Regions from separate parts of the Zea mays genome. Here region 1 is linked to region 2. A link is a contact called in public Hi-C data. All regions are on one chromosome and are shown on one strand. Each heading gives the region's core, a stretch centred on a gene start, on an enhancer-like site or on the middle of the called end of the contact. The rest is flanking DNA. Distances are from core to core; before and after follow the strand shown.

What was found. A called contact is a pair of places that touch in the nucleus more often than the background predicts.
Region 1: a Hi-C map of leaf shows a contact between it and region 2, with 2.1 times the contacts expected there. The contact joins the enhancer-like site here to the promoter of LOC100216734 in region 2. A contact is called at or near these places in 6 of 25 Hi-C or Micro-C datasets (bundle sheath, endosperm, leaf and 1 more).

The regions. Positions count from the first base shown.
Region 1 is chr4:31,279,429-31,284,061 of Zm-B73-REFERENCE-NAM-5.0, forward strand. No RefSeq gene overlaps it. Among protein-coding and RNA genes, the nearest start is that of LOC103653034, 16 kb to the right of the region's middle. Within about 2 kb of position 3,028, at least 19 of the 20 cell types and tissues checked have an H3K27ac peak or open chromatin away from gene starts, as enhancers often do. A contact at or near this core is called in bundle sheath, endosperm, leaf and 1 more, where this site is marked.
Region 2 is chr4:31,146,322-31,151,131 of Zm-B73-REFERENCE-NAM-5.0, forward strand. LOC100216734 reads right to left here and starts at 2,495. Exons shown (of 11, transcript NM_001320074.1): 1 at 2,261-2,495; 2 at 415-1,263; 3 at 131-306. The coding sequence starts at 1,048.

The DNA.
Region 1 (4,633 bases), core at 1,778-4,277, 130 kb after region 2:
CTTGGGGAAAATCCGATTCCTCGGGCTATAGTGGAGGGATTGAGGAGAGGAGCGGTGCACTGGGCAAGTAACAAGAAGGCAGAGCAGGGAGGGCCTTCAATTTATAGCGACTACGCGAGTGCTTCGCGAATTTGGGACGAGATGCTCTCGCGGCCGGAAGAGAGGTGAGTCACCGGAGTGCAACTGCTGTGGCTCTCGGTGAGGTAGGCCCCTGGCGGTAAATAGGTTATCCACAGCGACAGATTGCGATGTGGTATTGTCCCCAATCACGTGGCATCCTCGCGGCGAGCGACGGACGTTGACGATGACATCCCGGCCTGTCGTGAAGCAAGTGGGTACGGTGGCCAGCTCACAATCTCATCTGCGGTCATGATCTTTTCACTTGCCTGGTAATATCCACGCTGATCCATGCACGAATCTTCACGGTGAGCTCGAATCACCACGCCCGATCAGCGGCGGTGAGGTACAATGCACCAAGGATCTTCTTCAGCGCACTGTACCATGGCGATGTCCATTCAGCGCACCTGACAAAGCGATTTGAGGAGTTCCTTTCTCAAATTTTTATGTGACAACATGTTAATCTGACTACATCAAAGTTGTTGTCCATCATACCAGCTTCAACTTTGTTATAAGGTTCTTGCTCATACCTCCACTCGATCAAGCATAATTTGGTTCTAAAGTTGATCTAATGCCACTGTCAATCTAACTTTCAGACGAGCACACGACTGACGGCCCAACTTCCAGGCTATTTTGCTCTAATTCCTGTACAGCTCTAGGGCTCAATCACTTAATCAAACTTGGACTACTTTAATAGCTCTACAAATTTGTTGTAGTGACCCATGGCAAAATCCACATAGATCAAGAGATACATGGATCTAAAGTCAGCACAATATCACTATTTTTCAGAGTTAAGCATTTGGGTGCCTTTGGGACCTTTATGCAATTTATTCCAATTTGTTCCATAAAACTTGGAAATCTCCAAATGTAAAAGTTGCCTAGTTTTTGTTACTCTACCACTTTGATACATGCACTTTGGTCCAAAAGTGCATAGAAATTGGAGTCACCTCAAAAGGCACTAATTAGGGTTTATAGGGTCCTTATTAGGGTTTGAGTGTTCTAGGGTTTATGTGCCATTCAAACACTCTAAGTTTAGTCTCTTTTGAACATCTCCACTAACCTTTGAGTTCATACTCAAATTGTTATCTTTCACACCCACATGCTTCTAGTCCTTGGGTAAGTACCCTATCCTAGGGTTAAGGATCAATTCAAGTCATCACATCACAACTTGTTTTGAAATTTTTACCAAGTGGATGCACTCTAGGTGTAACATACATAATGAAATGCTAATGCATATGATGTCATGCCAAAGTTTTAGTTCTTGTAACACTAGGGGTGTTACACCCTACTCTATCATAACCTCGAGGTCGAGATTCTTTTTAAGGGGGTAGAATTTGTAACACCCCAAAATCCTGATTTTGGGTTTAGTAAAACTTCTATAAAAAAAGAATCAACGTAAAGTGTCTCCTGATGAAGAATTATACTTTGGAAGTTATCCTTTTTGAAATAAATTATAATATTGAAATATTGTTAGTTTAAAATTTGATCTAAACTTTGAAACTAAAAATTAACTTGAAACTCAGAACAATAAACAATAGAAAGTTGTTCAATTGATTAATTGTAACACCTCAGAATTCTATTTTGGGATTCTCCAAAGATTCTGACTTTGAGTATCTCTTAATAAGATAATTTGCTACATTTAAAATTACATCTCCAAAAAGGAATGTTTCTTAATAAAGATTAAATAAAAGGATTACAATATGAATTTAGTTATTTATTTATTGGATTATATATATATATATATTAATATATATATACTCTCTAAAGGATTTTAGGTACTAGAAATTATTTGTCTCAAATATTTAATTTTGGTATATGGAGTGCATATTCAAAAGTGTTTGCTTAAAATAGGATAATGTGTGAATTATTCTTTATAAAATTATATGCTTTGAAGCATGGATAAAAGAACTAATATAAATAAATACATAATTACTTATTTGCATCATGTCGAATTTTTGCTTGTGCATTCTAATTAAGGTTTGAAATTAAAACTTTACATGAATTTGCTTTAAGTTGGAAAAGAAAATAAAACTAAAATAAAAGAAAACAGAAAAAGAAAATAAAAAGAAAAGAGAACCCGTCTAGGTTGAATCCCACATCCTGGCCCAACTCGCCTCACCCCGTCGACCCAACCAGTTGGCCCATCCACTCGCGCGCACCCACACCATTGATCTCACCAACAGGCGGGGCCCGCTCCTCAGGATGTGGAACCGCGTTCGCGTCTGCTTCTCCTTGTTACACCATCGTGTGGACCCCCTTCGCCAGCACCTCGTTGTCGCACGCGTAGTCTCACTCTCTGACGCTGGCTTGTGGACTCATATTGCCAGATGCTTCCCTCACCTAGAGTCCGAGACGCAAGAGCCATACGCGATCTTTGTAACAAACTCCACTCATCGCAAATGCATGCCATGGATTCCGCCAGAGTTCGGTTGAGATTGACTCTACCCCCCCTCTAGGCTCTATGCCATATAACCTCAGGGCATGCCCCGCACTTCATCACAACGACGAACACAGAGATGCCGAGAGCAGAGAAGGAGAAGATGAGGGCCGCTACGTCGTTGTCTCGGAAGGGCATCATCGGGGTCTTGGCGAGTGTCTTTGGGGAATCACGATGACGCATGGAAGTTATACCTACCCTTAATTCAACGCATGGGTGGTCGGGGCATGGGCAATTTCTCGCCGGAGTCAACTGTGCTGCCGCCAATCTGCCCCGCACTATGGCCAAGGGGACGTTGATGCCCCAGCCACTCGTACGTATCCCTGAATGTGTTCGCTAGGACCACCGCTTGTTTTCGTAGCTAGTAGCCTAGAAAATCATGCACCAGGGCGTGAGGATGTGTCGAACCGATGGACTCACCACCGCGGGAAGGGAGAAGCACCTAACCGTTTGATCTAAACAGACGGTTCAGATTAGAGCTCGCGTACCCTTTCACTTAATGGAATCTGGACTTTCGAATCTAGATCCAGTGGTTATCATAGCATACCGGTTCGGGATTTAATTGGGGCCATAGGATCAAGATCTCGCGGCTTTGGTTAAACCGTGCAGTTTAGCCATGGTTTTTTATCTTTAGAAAGAGAGGATTTAACCCGTCGTCCGTGTTAGTTCCAAGAAACTTACAAACAGGTACTGGTTTACCACGGATAGGTCCCTGAAATTTATATTTTAATTAAAAACAGTCCTAAAACTTATTTAGCTCATATTTTTCTCATTTTTACTTCGATTTGGTCTGTTCCCGTTGCGATAGCTTCATGATTAAATTTTCTATGCATTAACAACATTATTTTATCATGCAACATGTTATAAAAAAATAAATAACTAATTTATTCAACCTATGTTTATTAAAGTAACTCCTCTAATCTAAGTTAATGTTGCATTTTAATTTGGGCCATCTATAACTTGACTAAAGTATAATCTCTAATCAAATTATAACTTAGATTAAAGTTGAATTAGCTATTTATTTAAAATATCTTTCTCACATGATTTATATTGCTAAAGATCAACCTAGAACCTGTTTTCATAGTTAATCACGTAGATCTTCCAAAAACTATATCCTTTTAACCATAACTTTGATCTTAGTGATTCTCGAACCTATGACCTCGTAGTGATGTATAAAATATTAATGTGTGGTTTGTTTCTATCTTTGGTGTAATATCATTTTTACCTATTACATGTATGTCTATATGTATTGTTATGCATAGAAGCGAGGTGACAGAGGAAGTTGAAGCCCAATTATTGGGGAAGAACCTGAATACCTGGAATCACAAGTATAAGTGTGTTATATATATATATATATATATATATATATATATATATATATAACCCTGGGCTTCAAATAACTAAAGAAAGCCTAAGCCAGACACTAGGCTATGCGGTCCAATCCAACCAAGTTTTGGCGTCTATAAAATGAGTCCTAGACCACTAGGGTTCATTTTTTACGCCCCCATCCTAATGCACGAGCGACGGCGACGGTTCCTCGAGGCACGAGTGGCGACAGCGGCCTTGGAGTCGCCCGTAGCGGCGATGGCGGCCCTGGAGGCACGAGCGAGCGACGCGCGCCCCTCATTCGTCGACGGCGGCTACCCAAGGCGTGAGAGGCGATGATGGCCCCGAAGTGATGGCAGTGATGGCCCCCTCCGGCAATCGCGCGAGGGACCGCCATTTCCGGCAATGGTGGTCATGCAAAGCTCGGGTGGCTCCGCTGGCAACGACGGTTGCGCGAGGCACGGGCTGCGAGGCTTGGCGATATGTACGACGGTTCGGGCGTGCTTCGGTGACCAACTCCTCCGATCCGATGGTCTCGGCGGCGTCCTCCGGCGACAACCTCCTTCAGTCCATTGTTTATGCATGCGAATGTTGGTTGAGCCTATACTAGGATTTTTTTCATTGATTATGATGTACGGTATAGTTATTTATGTAACTTTCTATAACGATATATGCTTTGTGCGATATCAGCCATTCAATTTTTGCGTGTATGTTATGGGAACGAAAATGTCATTCAAAATTCGTGCGTATGCA
Region 2 (4,810 bases), core at 1,245-3,744:
ATCAATGTAAGTTCAAGCGAAGAGGACATCATTAATACAAATTTATCCAGACTGCCAATGGATTCAGCAGTCAGCACACCACATTATTAGCTGGGCAGGAAGCAAGAAACATGTACGCATGAATGATTACCTGCAGGGCTTCTTGATATACTGCTCTCTCAGCGTAATCTAAGACCCTATTTTCAGGATTAAGGCGACTGTGTGTCTCAAAGCCCTTAGCAACTTCACTGTTATTAGAATTGGTTGCCTCAAACGTTGAAGGCAGTACCCTATGTGAGCTAGAACCTCCATATACAATGACATCATCTGCCATATAAAAAGGGGTAAAGATTAATCTTACTACAGAAAATCTACACCATTTTCCAATGCTTGTGTTATTGATCAAATTACATCATGTGATGCTAGCATACCCACCATCATCATCCACTTTATGGGTATTAAGTGTACTAGAAGTTCCTCTTGCCATTATTGAAGATGAAGGCTGCAAATTTCCATTGGCAATATTTGTCCCCATTCTGTTTTCACCAATATTTGGTGACTTTTTGGTGGATAAAGGCAGTGGGAGCTTGCGTGTTTCGCTAGCAACAATTGGATGCATAGATTTTGATGTGTTGCCATTTGAAAAGGATGATGGAAGGACCCTCTTGTTATTGTCATTTGCATCTGCTGTAGAACTGTTGTGCTTTTCCACTACGCTATCAATTCTACTGGAAGTAGAATGGCCCGGTCGCATAGCCATATAAGGATTTGCATGGGGATGAATCCTGTCCACTGAACCAAATGTATAACGACTACTCTCAGCATGTCTACCATTCGTAAGGGATGCTGGAAGAATCCTGTATTGACCATTGTTGTTCTCAGTAGGCTTAGTCGATGGTGGAGCAGGAGCGCTCCTTTGCCAATCTTCATCCTCAAAATTGATTATTCGTCCTTCAGCATTTTGATCAAGCCTTGCGATTGCAGACGCTGGCTGGTCGTCATCATCGAATATTGAGCCAATTGAGTCATCATCACTATCCGAAATAATAATGGCAGAGTTTTCATTCATATTGCCAGCAAGCACGTGCACTGTATATGTGTTCTTAGAACTTTGTTTTTCTTAGCATGACTAAACCATTCATGAACCAATGGTTTGCTTTCTATCTTACAGAAATAAACAGCACTTCCTTTTTTCAGATGATCACCAAGCTAAAAGAGAGAGCACACCACCCATCTCACAGTAGCACTCACAGTTATTCGAGTTACCCTCACTGTGGGAGTAACCTGCAGGAAGACCAAACATGTTATAGCTGACTAAATAACTAGTAGTCACAAAGCGGAACAGCAATAAGTGCATAACAGTGAGGAAGCTATATAGGTAACATAAAATAAACAACAGTGAAGGAACAAGATCTCTTCTGATCAGTGATATTAACCAAACAGCTCCCCAACATGTACAACATAGCCATTATATACTCCCTCCGTCCCAAAATAGCATTTGTTTTAACTCTGGATTTTTATAACTATATTCAAATAAATGATGAAGAATCTTGACACATCTATAAAACGCATACATCAAGTATTGTATGAATTCATTAATTACCTAAAACGAATTTTAATTTGGGACAGAGGGAGTATACAGCAGCATTCCAAGTTTTTGGAAAAACTGGTGTTAAGGAATCTATTGTTTCCGGCTAATGTGGCATGCACTGGAAGAGCAGTCCTAGATCAAAACCTGGATCGGATCAAATAAGCCCATTCAGCAATCATATATCCCATCCACAGATAAACAACCGGAGTACCGTACCAAATCTTACATGGCTGAGACCCCTGTGTTACCGACGGGATCAGCCAATCTGGCATGGGAGGCAGCTACTATAACCTATAATATAAAAATAAAATCCCCCAACCCGCCCCAGCCGGCGGAACCTCGGCGTGGGACACGAGTGCGCACCGAATCCCGCAAAATGGTTCTCGAAAATAGATTGAACCCATGCCCTCACTTAATTGGCAACTAAAACAGGTCCTACGGTGGCAAGCGATGCCGATCTTGCACGGCACGCAGCAGAAAAAAAGGAGGAGAATCTCATCGAATCAAACGATGTATTGAATGAATCGACAGGATTGGACTGGGGTAGTGTAACAAACAGCGCAACAATCCACGCACGTGTAAGAGGCGCAGAAAAGTTTCGGTTTTGATCGAGAGCAAAACCGACCCCTGGAACCACGAGCGAACCCACCCCACCTTCACCCATCACCCATGCGGGGCAAGCGGACTCACCACCGAGAAGGGAAGGGACTGAATCCACGCCCCAACGGATGGATCTCCGCTCCGCTGGATGGCTCAGATAAAGGGGCGGCGGCGCGGCGGAGGATCCACGGGAGAGCGAGGGCCTGCCTAGAAGGATGGAGCGAGGGAGACCGGCGCCGTTGCGGTCGGGGGATATTCAGTCCTTGCAACTGGCGAGGCGTTGCGGAGGAAGTGGCACAAGGGCCAGGCCCGAATGCAGCCAGTCAGGCTTTCGGCCGGCTGCATCTGTTTTTTTTTCAAGGCATTCCTCCATTAATCTCTTTTTTTTATCTCTTGTCGCCAAACCAGGCGTAAACCTACCATTGGTTAATCGCACCGTCTCATTCTGAACCACCATATGCATTGACTTTGTTAGAGTTTTTATTGACTGTATATATAAGACGCAAACTACACAAATGGATGTAAAACAAATCAATTTGAGACCATTTACTGCATTCCCGGATACGTCCAAAATGGTCGTACCAGGTCGGCCTGGCTCGCCCGAGCCTATGCATCCGCATGCAACCGTCCAAAGCGAATAGATCTTCTCTATTTTCTTGTCCATTAAACCAACTCTTAAGATGTTTGGAAGTGCTCTAGGTTTTAGCTTATGTATTTTATTTTATAATAAAATTTTAAATAGTTTTAAAGAATAATTTAAATTTAACTAATAAATAAAAGTCTACAACTTTAGCTCAACGATTTTCTGGTGCATCTAATGACTTGCTCCACCAAATTTTGTGGAGCTGGAACGGTCCCAAACACCCCCTTAATACCTCATTTGGATGTAGATATTGGAGCACATAATTAAGATTTGGAATCAAGTTTCCTGAATTATGTTGTTTGGTTTCACATGGAATTGAGATTTAGAATTAGAGACCCAATTCTTTGAAATTGGATTATAACTAGAAACTCTCTCTTACAATACAAAGTGTTACCCCTTTGAATATTTGTGTCGGCGTCTCGAGACCGGGGGGTCCCTAAGCCGACGAGTGAGTGTGCCGCGTGCCCCAGCCCAGATGGGTCGAGCGCGTGGGCGAGCGCGAAGGGGGGAAAGCGAGGTGGCCGGAGACGGGCGTGAGAGAGGTGGAAATCCCGCGGCCTTCGTGTTCGTCCCGCGCCCAGGTCGGGTGCGCTTGCAGTAGGGGGTTACAAGCGTCCACGCGGGTGAGGGAAGCGAGCGGCCCCAAGAGAGCGCATGTCCCGTCCTCGTCCCCGCGCGGCCAACCTTCTCTAAGAAGGCCCTAGTCCTTCCTTTTATAGGCGTAAGGAGAGGATCCAGGTGTACAATGGGGGTGTAGCAGAGTGCTACGTGTCTAGCGGGGGGAGAGCTAGCGCCCTAAGTACATGCCAATGTGGCAGCCGGAGAGATCTTGGCACCCTGCTGGTGTGATGTCGTGGTTGTCGGAGGAGCAACGGAGCCTGGCGGAGGGACAGCTGTCGGAGCGGTCGAGTCCTTGCTGACGTCCCCCTGCTTCCGTAAGGGAGCTGAGAGCCGCCGTCGTCACAGGGCTAGCGGGGCGCCATCATTGCCTATCTGGCGGAGCTAGCCAGATGGGACACTGGTCTTGTTCTCTGCGGCCCGAGTCGGATCGGGGTAGGGTGATGATGGCGCTTCCTGTTGACGTGGCTGGCCTGTGCCCTAGGTCGGGCGACGTGGAGGCTCCTCCGAAGCCGAGGTCGAATCTGTCTTCCATGGCCGAGGCCGAGCCCGAGCCCCTGGGTCGGGCGAGGCGGAGGTTGTTCGGTAGAGGCCAGGGCGGAGTCCGAGCCCTGGGGTCGGGCGAAGCGGAGTTCGTCGTCTTCTGGGGCTGAGCCCGAGTCCGAGCCCTGGGTCGGGCGGAGCGGAGTTCGTCGTCTTCCGGGGCTTAGCCCGAGTCCGAGCCCTGGGTCGGGCGGAGCGGAGTTCGCCGTCTTCCGGGGCTTAGCCCGAGTCCGAGCCCTGGGTCGGGCGGAGCGGAGTTCGCCGTCTTCCGGGGCTTAGCCCGAGTCCGAGCCCTGGGTCGGGCGGAGCGGAGTTCGCCGTCTTCCGGGGCTTAGCCCGAGTCCGAGCCCTGGGTCGGGCGGAGCGGAGTTTCCTATGGCGCCTTTGGCAGGGCCTGACTGCCTGTCAGTCTCACTCTGTCAAGTGGCGCTGCAGTCGGAGTGGCGCAGGCGGCGCTGTCCTTCTGTCAGACCGGTCAGTGGAGCGGCGAAGTGACGGCGGTCACTTCGGCTCTGCCGGGGGGCGCGCGTCAGGATAAAGGTGTCAGGCTACCTTTGCGTTAAATGCCCCTGCGACTCGGTCGGTCGGCGCGGCGATTTAGTCAGGGTTGCTTCTTAGCGAAGGCAAGGCCTCGGGCGAGCCGGAGATGTGTCCGCCGTTAAAGGGGGGCCTCGGGCGAGACGGAAATCCCTCGGGGTCGGCTGCCCTTGCCCGAGGCTAGGCTTGGGCGAGGCGTGATCGAGTCGCTCGTATGGACTGATCCCTGACTTAATCGCACCCATCAGGCCTCTGCAGCTTTATGCTGATGGGGGTTACCAGCTGAGAATTAGGCGTCT